Regions from separate parts of the Gossypium hirsutum genome. Here region 2 is linked to region 1. The links are chromatin contacts, called in public Hi-C maps. All regions are on one chromosome and are shown on one strand. Each heading gives the region's core, a stretch centred on a gene start, on an enhancer-like site or on the middle of the called end of the contact. The rest is flanking DNA. Distances are from core to core; before and after follow the strand shown.

What was found. Hi-C and Micro-C count contacts between places; a contact is called where the count stands out from the background.
Region 2: a contact with region 1 is called in a Hi-C map of leaf, with 2.4 times the contacts expected there. The contact joins the promoter of LOC107899304 here to the promoter of LOC107899302 in region 1. A contact is called at or near these places in 6 of 34 Hi-C or Micro-C datasets (anther and leaf).

Annotation. Positions count from the first base shown.
Region 1 is chrD04:44,735,837-44,741,279 of Gossypium_hirsutum_v2.1, reverse strand. LOC107899302 (RING-H2 finger protein ATL33) reads right to left here and starts at 3,248. Exons shown (of 1, transcript XM_016824979.2): 1 at 2,096-3,248. The coding sequence starts at 3,095. The coding sequence ends at 2,361.
Region 2 is chrD04:44,871,722-44,877,164 of Gossypium_hirsutum_v2.1, reverse strand. It overlaps LOC107899304 (cyclin-dependent protein kinase inhibitor SMR3), which reads left to right and starts at 2,315. Exons shown (of 2, transcript XM_016824981.2): 1 at 2,315-2,488; 2 at 2,586-3,262. The coding sequence starts at 2,419. The coding sequence ends at 3,091.

The DNA of each region.
Region 1 (5,443 bases), core at 1,999-4,498:
CCTAGTTTTTTGGCTCATGAGTTGTGCTCCATTTGAGCATTTGGTTTTTAAAGATTTCCTAAGCTTAAATTGCATAACTTAGCATGATATGGTGATTTGATTAAATTGAGATAACTCTTACTTTGGAATGTTATCATTATAGGTCCTAAAATTTTACATATTGTGTAAATGATTGGTTGAAACCAAAAAAGGGATTGAAATTATTGTATTCTTCCTACAGAGTTGCGACACCACCCCTTTGATGGCGACATCTCCTATTTGAGGTTGTGACACTAACTCGATAAAGTTTAGAAACTTTACATTTTAGTCCTTAAGTTGTGTCACCAACCTACTGTTTTGGAAGTCGCGACATTGCACCGTTGAAGTTGCAACTCCAGCCCGAAATATTTTGAAACTTTGAAGTTTAGTCCTCCAGTGGTCTCGGGTTATGAAAAGAGTTTCCGTAAGCTCGTATAAACCCTAGATAAGATAATATATTATAAGATAACGATGTATTGATCATGTTGGTAGAGATAATGTGTTGAATCAATAGAAATTATGTTGCAATTGATTGTAGTTGCTTCGGCAACGAATGTGACATCTTTTAGCTTGGACCCGACGCTCGAGTCGTGCAAGGGGTGTTACAACACCCAAATCCAATTTTTAAAAGATTATTTTAATACAAGTTATAAAAATTATATTATAAGCATGAACACGTACGAGTATTTGGGATGGTTATGGAAAAAATATCTTATATTATAAAAATAATTTGTGTATTTTATAAAGTTATAACAAAAAATATATTATTTAAATCTTAAAAAATTTCTAAAGTTATGGCAAAAAATTTTATTATAAAAAGTAATTTTCATGTTATGAAAGTGTTCTAATATATTTATTTATAAAAAGTTATGGCCAAATATGGACATGAGTTATTTATGTGTTCACGTTATATATTATAAAATAATATGCTTACTCATAAAAAAATGTTATAGTTTTTTTAATCATAACTTCTTTATAAAAAAAATTCTAAAGTTACGGAAAAAAATTATATTATTTATAAGAAGTGCTATGAAAGTTTTGGACAATTTATGATACATTTTTATAAAGATTAGATATTATAAATTTTTGATTAACTTTGATTTAATTTACATATTATAGAAAAAAGATTTAACATATATCCAAATTAAGTTTATATAAGTTTTTATAATTAGAGTTATATATTATTTGAACTGTGAACTCAAGTATTATAAGGTTGATGCTAAATATGCAAATAAGAATGAGATCTTGATAATTTTAATGATGTGGGTTCAAATTTAGATGATGATGAACTCAGTCAATGACTAACATATGATAATAAAGAGCACATGTTAAATATTAAAAAGAAAATAACTCAACAAATATGCACTAGAACAATTAGATAAAATTGCATATGATGTTTATTTTTCTTGCTATTTCCATTAGTAATCATAATATCAACTATTTTTTTAGACTAATATAATATATATGATGATTTGATTTGAATTTGTGTTACTTGACTAAAAATTATTTTTATCATACTAATAATTTTTTATAATTATTATTATTTTTAAAAATATAAATTATATAATTATGTAATTACAATTTATATTACCAAACATGACACGAAAAACTACGGTACGATTACACTTTGTCAGTCAAACACATATAAAAAAATTATAATTCTTTATAATTAAAAAATATATTTACTACCTAATAGTTACACTCTCGGGTAATGAATGCCCCAAATACCTTAGCATGAATGGGCAGTAGCATGTGGATGGGTTCTGAATTTGATCCTACGTTCTGTGCCTAGATAAAGCGGAAGCGTAGGAAACCTTTATGTTTTGTATTGTGTTGTGATTTAATTTAATTTAATTTAAATGCACTAATTTTTTTTATAAAACAAATACAATTCATAAATTATTTATACTTACTTTAAAATATCTAAAATTAAAAATAATATACATTTAAGTTAATTTAATTAAAAGTATTCTTAAAATTATTTCCGGAACAATCATGTAAACTGAGTTTGAGCATTAATGGTCAGTCGGCAAATACAACTTGTGTCAAAGAGAGAAGTAAAAGTATAAAACGTGGATCACGCGTGTGAGGTATGCTTTTTGTAAATCAAGTAAAGAATTACAAGACTGATGAAGTCGGTGAAAACAAGCGTTTTGCTGCAATTTATCAACACAAGGCCACCCCTAGTTGGAAGAATAAGGAATATGCACACAAAAAGGGTTCTTCTCATAGCAGAATCACAGACAAATCTAAGTGAATATATCTCAATTTCCAACTTTGGACTCATGATTCTATAGTACTACCAGTTCTTGAAATTTGAGCAATAAAGGGTTGTAAAAAAATCAAACCAAACTAGCTGCATCTGGCAAGCCTTGATGGTGATCACTATCTCTAGTTGAGCCTGAACCAGGCGGCGGCGTACGGTTGTTGTTTGGCCTCTTTACAGCAACAGAAGCCCGGCAAATAGGACAATTGTTATGATTGTCAAGCCACAAATCAATGCAAGTAGTATGAAACGAGTGCTTGCATCCACTCAACTGCTTTACTTCTTCCCCATCTGCAAACACTGATAAACAAACGGGACACTCATTCCCGATTTCTTTAGAATGAGTCTCTTTTTGGTACTTGACACCTGAAACAGGCTCCCTCCTCCTCTCGGTTATTTCAACAACAGTACTACTCCCATGATTGTAACCGGGAAGGTCTTCGGGGCTGTCGTGATGACGTTCCCCGGAAGACCAAGGAGGGCACTTGACGGCGAAAAAGAAAGAGTAGATTAAAGCGGGGATAGTTATGACAGCCATAAGAGCGAGAATGAATTCAAGAGGGGATAAATCAACGCTTCTCGGTGAATCAGGGAAAGGTGGGGGTTGATTGATTGTCACTATAGTAACAGTGGATGCGTTTTGATCTGTAAGAGGGTATATTTGGGGTGATGAAGAGAAAGGTAATGGGGGAGGTGAGCCGATAATAGTGCTGTTGGTCGTGTTGTCAGGCTGGAAATCCGGTGGCGACGACACAAAGAACGGCGGCTGCGGCGGTGGTTGTGACATGATAACGGTTGGTGAGTTCTCCATGATAAAGGAGAAAACAATGGTAAAACTTGAATTATTTTTTATTGAGCAGGTAAAGGAAGAAATGGTGCTAGGGGCGGTGGTGGGGGAATGGAGATGTAGTTTTCGGGTATTCTGAAAAAGCAAGAATTGAGAGGGAAATGTGGGGACAAATTTCATATAAAATCATGAAAGCAACGCATGTTATTGGTTTATGGATTTTGTTTTTAAGCATAAAGGTAATTAAAATCTTGACTGCAAAAGTCAAGAAAGGAGGCCCAAATGAATGCAACTCGACCTACTTATGTTCTTGACCCGTTGCCCACATTATTCAGGCCCAAATTTATATTAGGCAAGAATCCAAGTCATAAGAGAATGAGTGGAATTTCATTGATTAACCTGCCTTTCTCTCTTTGGGTCACTTCCAAGCAAATTAACAATGATATTGTTGAAGAAACCCACATGTTTTCTTTGAAAATTGAAATTAGGTTCTACTAAGATAACTCAACTCCATTATCAAATAATAATAATAATTCAGTTATCATATATTTAGAAAAGTAGGCAGTTGCTTGGTGTGAATCCAAAGAAGAATTGTAATTGATGAGATAACATTTCCATCATCATTGCAAATGGAATCGTGGACTATAGAATTTATAGCCTATGCTCCATATCATTATTTCTCATTCTAACAAGTCAGAAAAATCATCAAGTTTTCTTTCTATAAATTCATTTGATGGATTTATTCTTCCAGCAGAATTAATGTAACTGAAAGATGATCTGGTGCTGATGCTTTCTTACGTACTCAACTAAATGACTTTTTATTACTTAAATGCCAACCAAAACAGTAGTTTGACTTGCTGTCACGAGCTGTGGAATGTAAATCAACTTGTGCAGTATTAAGCAATAAAAAGAATTTAAATAAATTATTGTTATTAGGTATACTAGTTATTTTAATTTCGCAAGCAAATTATTTCAAGAAGGAAGAGATAGAGAAGAAAAGGTGATTGTTATTAAGAAGTTAATTCACCTATGACAAGTGAAGAGCCGAAAGAATAAGTTGAAAGGAAAAAAAAAGAAACTTAAGAGAATTTAAATAATCCATAGCGGGTGATATAAAAAATGTGAATGAGAATCACCTAGTAAAAATAAGACAGTAGACCATCCGTGAATGCATTCTAAGTTGCCTCTAATGTTACCATTGTGTAAGCTAATGTAGGGGTACAAAAATATTTAAAGAAAGATTATTATATAATGCATTATTGTGAATAGACTCTCTTTTCTTTTAACCGTTTTTTAACATCAAAAGTAAAGTTAAGAACTTTTTGTCTTTTTTATTAATTAAAAGATATGTGACGGATGTATAAATATTTGCCCTTAAAAGAAATAAAAGGTTATCCAAATTAATAATATATAATATGCAATATGCTAAAAAGAAACCCGAGATGAAAAGAACACATAGAAGACGTATTATGGTCAAAATCCAAAAAGAAACCTACTGCTCCACTATCCCAAAATTCTAATCCCTTGCTATCCAATGATAACATAGCAGATATCAAACTGCTCAAATAACTTGTTTGCTATGGACATAATTAAAAAATATATAATAAAAAAAGAGTTTAATTTACATGTGCTGTGATTTCCACCAAACTCATTAGACATGGGCTGTGACGTTGCTATACATATGTTCAAAAAACACTAAACAAAACACTTTAGGGTTAGTGAGAGGAGTAGGATCCCCAATTGCTACCAATCTCCTTCAACATCTCTCTATAACTTGTTTCAATCATTGTGTTTTGAATAGTAACAATGGTTATTTTTTCCCCCTCCCCTTTTGTTTCTTTTAGGTTTTTAATATTATCTCACATACAAAATTTACTTTTGCATCTTACCAATATCATTTCTTTATTTATAATTACATTTTTAAAAAGGTAAAGTAATAATGTTTTATCTAAATTATTAGTTTTAAGAAATTTATGTATTAAAATTTAAAATATTTAGATATCCCTAAATGTTGGGTTCATTATTGGTTCGTGAGAATAACCCCACATTTTGTTGCCCATTTCCATTTTTGTTGCCCCCAACTTTCACATCTTTGTATGTGAGATAATGGGATGTGTAGTTGGTAGTTTTTTATGGGAACTATCACTATAAATGCCAACTAGCATAAGGTCCTTAAGCACCGAAAAAAAAAACAAAACAAAAAATACTTCATCTAGTGAGGTTTTCAAGTGTTTAGAAGACTTTGACGATTTTCAATTTTTCGTACGGCTAAATTCAACGACCTCATCTGTGGTTTGGCGTGCTTGTCAGTGGTGCTGCAACATTTGATTTTGGCATTTGGTTCAGGCGATAACTGGAGGCATTTATGTTCG
Region 2 (5,443 bases), core at 1,066-3,565, 140 kb before region 1:
CAATGAAGTTAGCCCCTTTCTAACAATATATGGTTCTCTAGATGTACTTGACACTTGACATCACTTTTCCTTTAATCTAATCTCTTCATCACAAACGCCAAGCTTTCTCCTAAACCTTTTTTCCTCAAAAACACACGCATAAAGATGCAATAAAATAAAGCATTCACATGCAAAACCCCCCAAAAGAACCCATTTCTGATTTGCTAAGTTGTGGTCCAAAAACATAGAATAGTTGGGTCTTGGGTGCCAAATGACAGCCTTTTTGAGAAAGTAAAACCCAAACTTGAAATGGAGATTTGTGGGGTTGGATTGGAAAATGTAAAAGAAAAAAAAAAGCAGAGCAAGAGAGGGAGTTGAACTTGGGAGGGATGATTGTGAGGCCTCTGGGACATGCATGATGGTTGGCAATGGTGGCAAAATCATTTTCCATGTGCCTTTGACATTCAATTATTCTGCAACTTCTCAGTTAGTGCGCGTTTCAACAGTTTCTTCCCTTCCCCTTCATTATCCTGCTAAACATACATTATTAAACTTGTTTTTAATTACTTTCAACATGTACTTGAATCCCTAAACCCAAAAATGCTCCATTTTCCAAGCCACATTCACTTCCCACATTACCACACTTATGGGTTGCTCAAACAAATCACCAAACATTTGGTAAAAAAGAGTTAAAATCTTTTAAAATTGTCAAATAAAAATCATTATTTTTTTCAAATATTTTTAAATAAAGGGTTCTCAAATGCTCAAATATTAAATATTACAACGTGAGATCAAGTGTGTAAAAATTCTTTATTAGAGCACTTTTGAAATGATTTATTTCTTATTTAAACAATTTAAAAAATTTGATGTTTATGTAATAATCAAAAAAATCTAACCTCAATTGATGAAACCATGCATTTAAAGCATGAGATTAACTCAACTTTCTTCAATTTATCATCTCAAAAATGTGACATTTTTGTATAGTGTTTTTGGGGTTTGAAACAACAATTTGTTTACATTAAATTGATAGAAAGAGATAATGGGGGCTGGTGATAGTTGTTAGTTGGGTGAGTATGGAAGGGTTACCAAATCTTAACACCTTCCATTTTTCTTGGGGGAGGAATCCAAAATTACTGATCCCTAAAGACTGACTAACAATTAGAAGATCATAAGGGACTAAGTATAGACCAATCCAATCCCATATTCTCCTCTTAATTCTATTTTGACTTTTGAGGTACATTAATTTTGCATTTAAACATTGTGGAGCCATCTTTTTTTTTCCCCCTATTGATAGCATTTCCCTTGCCATGCTACATGGAAAAGAAAAAAAAAAAGGCCTATTCGGATAGCATTGATGGTGCAAATATTTTCTTCACCTTTCAGCAAAAATAAGTAATACCTAGCTAGATTTAGCTGGATCAGTGAACAACGATATATACCATTTCTAGTAATGGTCTTATTTCTTTTCAAAACCCTTTATCTCTTGATATGCTTGAGTCTAAGGGAAACTCAAGTGTTCATCATAGGCTTCTTTGTAAATAAATAAAGCCTTTCCCTTATTCCTAGTGCCTAAATCAAACAAAAATAAGATATAAAAGTAAAAAACAAAAAAACAAAAAACTAACTAATTGCCCCTCATTTGGATGATTAAGCCTTGGGGAGAAGCTGGTAAAGAAAAATACAAATTCAAAGTTAGTTGGTCCCTTGCTTGCAAGTTAAACAAAGCATCTAATGTAAGTTTCCTAAACAATATCATGAGATGGGGTTTGGATTAACACATCAAACGTCCCACTGGTCCCCATTGTATAGCAACCCACGTGCATAGATACATCAAAGTTCGTATATCAACTATCATAAAAGAACCCCCTTCCCCTCAAGTAGAATAATTTAAAACAAAGACGAAAAGTTAGTGCCAATTATACAAAGATATATTGAATTGTTTTCATGAATATAGTCATTTGAGTAAGTAGTTGGTGATGGTTCTCAATCAAAGCTAACACTTGGGGCGAAGGATCCTATGCACAAAAAACTAGGATGTTTTAATTATGCTTTGAGTTTTAAGGAATTATTCTTTACTAATTCAATTTTAATTTAATTAACACAATTGAAATTTCAGTAATTAAGAGAATGTAAATTTAAATATGCTTATATGGTTGGTTACAGATAGAAGTAGGCATTATAATTTTATCTTCACATTTTAAAATATCATTTGAGATCAAACAAGTAAAAAGATTAAATATAAAAGTTCTAAGAATATAGGGACTAAGAGTAGAAATAGACCAACTAGAAACTCTCTCTTTTATAAATCCACCTCTTGGCTAAAATAGTTTCTCCTATTTCTTTATTGTTTTTCTTTACTTTCACTAAAAGTGGAGAAAAACCCCGAAACAAAATGTAAAATAATAGGAATTCAAGGAAAACAAAAAAGACTATGATTTGATGATTATATTCCATTCTTTGTTTAAGATCTCCATTTTATGTTGTCAACCCATATCTTTTCCCTTATTAGGTAGCTTCTTCTCCTCCTTTGTTTTGTCTCTTAGTAGTTGGATTCCCTTCTCTCAATCAATATTGTACCTTGTTCAGTTTGATCTTAATGTACGCAGAATTCAGCCAGATTTCCCTTCTCACCATGTCCAATTCAGAGCTGATCCTTGTTAATAAAGACGATGATCAGAAAAGGATCGTGAAACGACCGCCCTTGGAGTTTCAAGACGAGTGCTGCTGTGAAGCTACAGCCATTTATAATTATCCTTCAAATGATATTCCCGGTGATGATGATCGAGAACCAGCAGTAGTGCAAGATGATGAAGAGAAAAAGGGAATCGAAAAGGACAAGAAGAAACATATATGTTCAGGAGAATTGAAGGTAAGGGTTGATGATGATGATGATGGGTTCAAGACCCCGACGTCTATGGACCATAAAATCCCAGAGAAGAAACAATGCCCACCTGCACCAAGAAAGCCAAAGGCGAATAAAAGAAAAGCATCGCCCAGTGCAAGCATATGCAGTGTTTCAGAAGAGGTTGAGTCCTGGTTTGCTGCCTCACTTGTTGATGATTTACACCGTAAGATGAAGAAAGCTCGAACGCAAGAGAATGGATCATGTTAATTTGTTTGTAGCATCATATCATGTATACATATCAGTTTATCTATATTCGGTAAGAAATAATTTTATGTAAAATGAGAACCATATGGTATAATAATATTCCTATGAAAATGGGGAGTGCATGCAGCATGGTATCGCTTGAAATTAAATTGTTAAGTATACCAGTTCCTTCAACTGTTTACATTGATGTTTTTCGATAATTTGTAGGTTTGAATTCCGACATTTAATTTTTATGATCAATCTATACATTAGAGCTCTAATTGTTCTTTAGCTTGTTTATTTCTTAAATAGAAAAAACCGAAAGATTGATGGGTAGGAGTTGTTTTGGGATCCAACTTCAAATTTAACAACAAAAATGTTATGTTGCTGTGAAGTATGGAAAAATATTAAAAAATATACAAGAGTTGCAGCTTTAATAATTAGGAATCCCAGCTATTTTTGAGCTCAAGGTATTATGCTCCTTTATTGAAGAGGTTCCTAGATCAGAACTTGAATATTCGGGTCTGAGTACATGTATGTTTTCATACACATGTGACATGTGCATTATCATTTTAAGGGAAAAAAGCTTTATTTCGTTTTAAACTAAAAAGGAATAAAATATAATTTAGAAAATTCAATCATGCCGATTTGATTAGAGATACTATCCTATTCAATTTGTCCAAAATCGAATTGAGAATGAAACCCAAGTCTAATTTGGGCTATGGGTTTTTTTTAAAAGGGGAGTGGTTTGTAATAGGCCTTTGTAGTAAAGAAATAGAACCCAGCCCACCAGATTGTTGTCAATTCTCAAAGAAAAACACACATGTGATCAATCTATTAGGGTTTACGTGTATGTGGAAGTTATCAAGTCATTGAATAAATGTTCGCAAGGATTGCCTGCAAGTTATTATATAATGGGTAAATATGACTTTTGTTCACTTTACCAAATTGATATTTTATGTTTTTTTTTTAAATTAATACTTAAACTTTTTTCCGTCAACCAAATCAATACATTTTTGTAATGCTGTTAAATTTTAGACAGGTGGCAGGATAATATTGTGACACATGATATGATGGCATCATGATGTCATAATTTACCAAATATATTAAAAATTAATAAAAAAGTATTTTTAAAAGCTATATCCATTTTCTTTCATTTTCTTCCATTTTCCTTTTCCTGATTATCTTTTTCTTCTTCCCAATTTCCCTTTTCTTTTATTTTTTTCTTCTTCCTTCTATGAACCTTAGCTATCGCCATCTACAACTGTCGGAGCTCCGATCGGGCACCATCAGAACACTCCTCTCCACTACCTATCTTCAAACCGTCAGTTAGTTTTCCAAGAATCCGACCAAAATTTGATGAAACAAAGGCCAAAGCTTCGATCTCTTTCTTTCTCCAATCTCTTTTTTACATTGTCAAATCACCATCGGTCTCCGGTATGTGGTACGTCGTGTCGGGGTTCAACTTACAATCGTTGGGATCACCGAACGGAGATTTGGAGTTCCAAACTCAAACTCGAACGAATAAGTCCTTTGACTTTCCTTCCTATTTTTGCTTTTCTCTTCTTTTTTTTTACTAATTTTGGGTTATTTGGTTTTGGTTATTGTTTTTGGTTACTTGGCTTTGCTGGGTTTGGAAGCTCTCAAAGCATCAAAGATGTCATCAAATCCATTAAGAAAATGCCCAAGAATTCAAACTCGAAACTTTTTCCCGAGTCCAACAGTCAACTTGAATCCAATTCGAATAACTCATCGCCTTAACCTCGTCGAAGTAGTTTTACTTCTACTACCATTACATGCCTTGTTCGAAACCCTAACCCTTTTAAGTTGACAGAGGGTCATTCTTCAAGGAATGGGGTTGAGATTATTTTTTATACTAGTTGGAGTCCTAAGGCTTTTATGGGTTGAATTGAGATGATTTTTAAAGTTCAAAACAAGTCGAGGACGGTAACCCAGTTGATAAGTATCGAGAGACGGTCAAACCTTGGTCTGGGTCAGGTGATTTGGTTTTCGGCAACGAGGAAAACACGAGGTGTGTGGTAGATGGGAATGAAGTAATGGGGTTTCATTGTTTGTGTCCAACTTTGGAGATCTACTCAATGAACGAAGTGTGGCTATTTTCTAGTGGGAAAGGAGTGCCAGTAGTGGGAAAGGGAAGAAAGCGATGTTGGTTGGCAAGGACATTTTTAACATATTTTTTAATTATGACTTTATCATGCTATGTGCCACAATCTTATCCTGCTACCTCTCTTAAATTTAATGGCATTAAAAAAAAGTACTGATTTAGTTGACAAAAAAAATTTGGGTACCAAGCTAGGACAAAAAAAAATATATAAAGTACTAATAGAGGAAAAGTAGACAACTTCAGGTACCAAT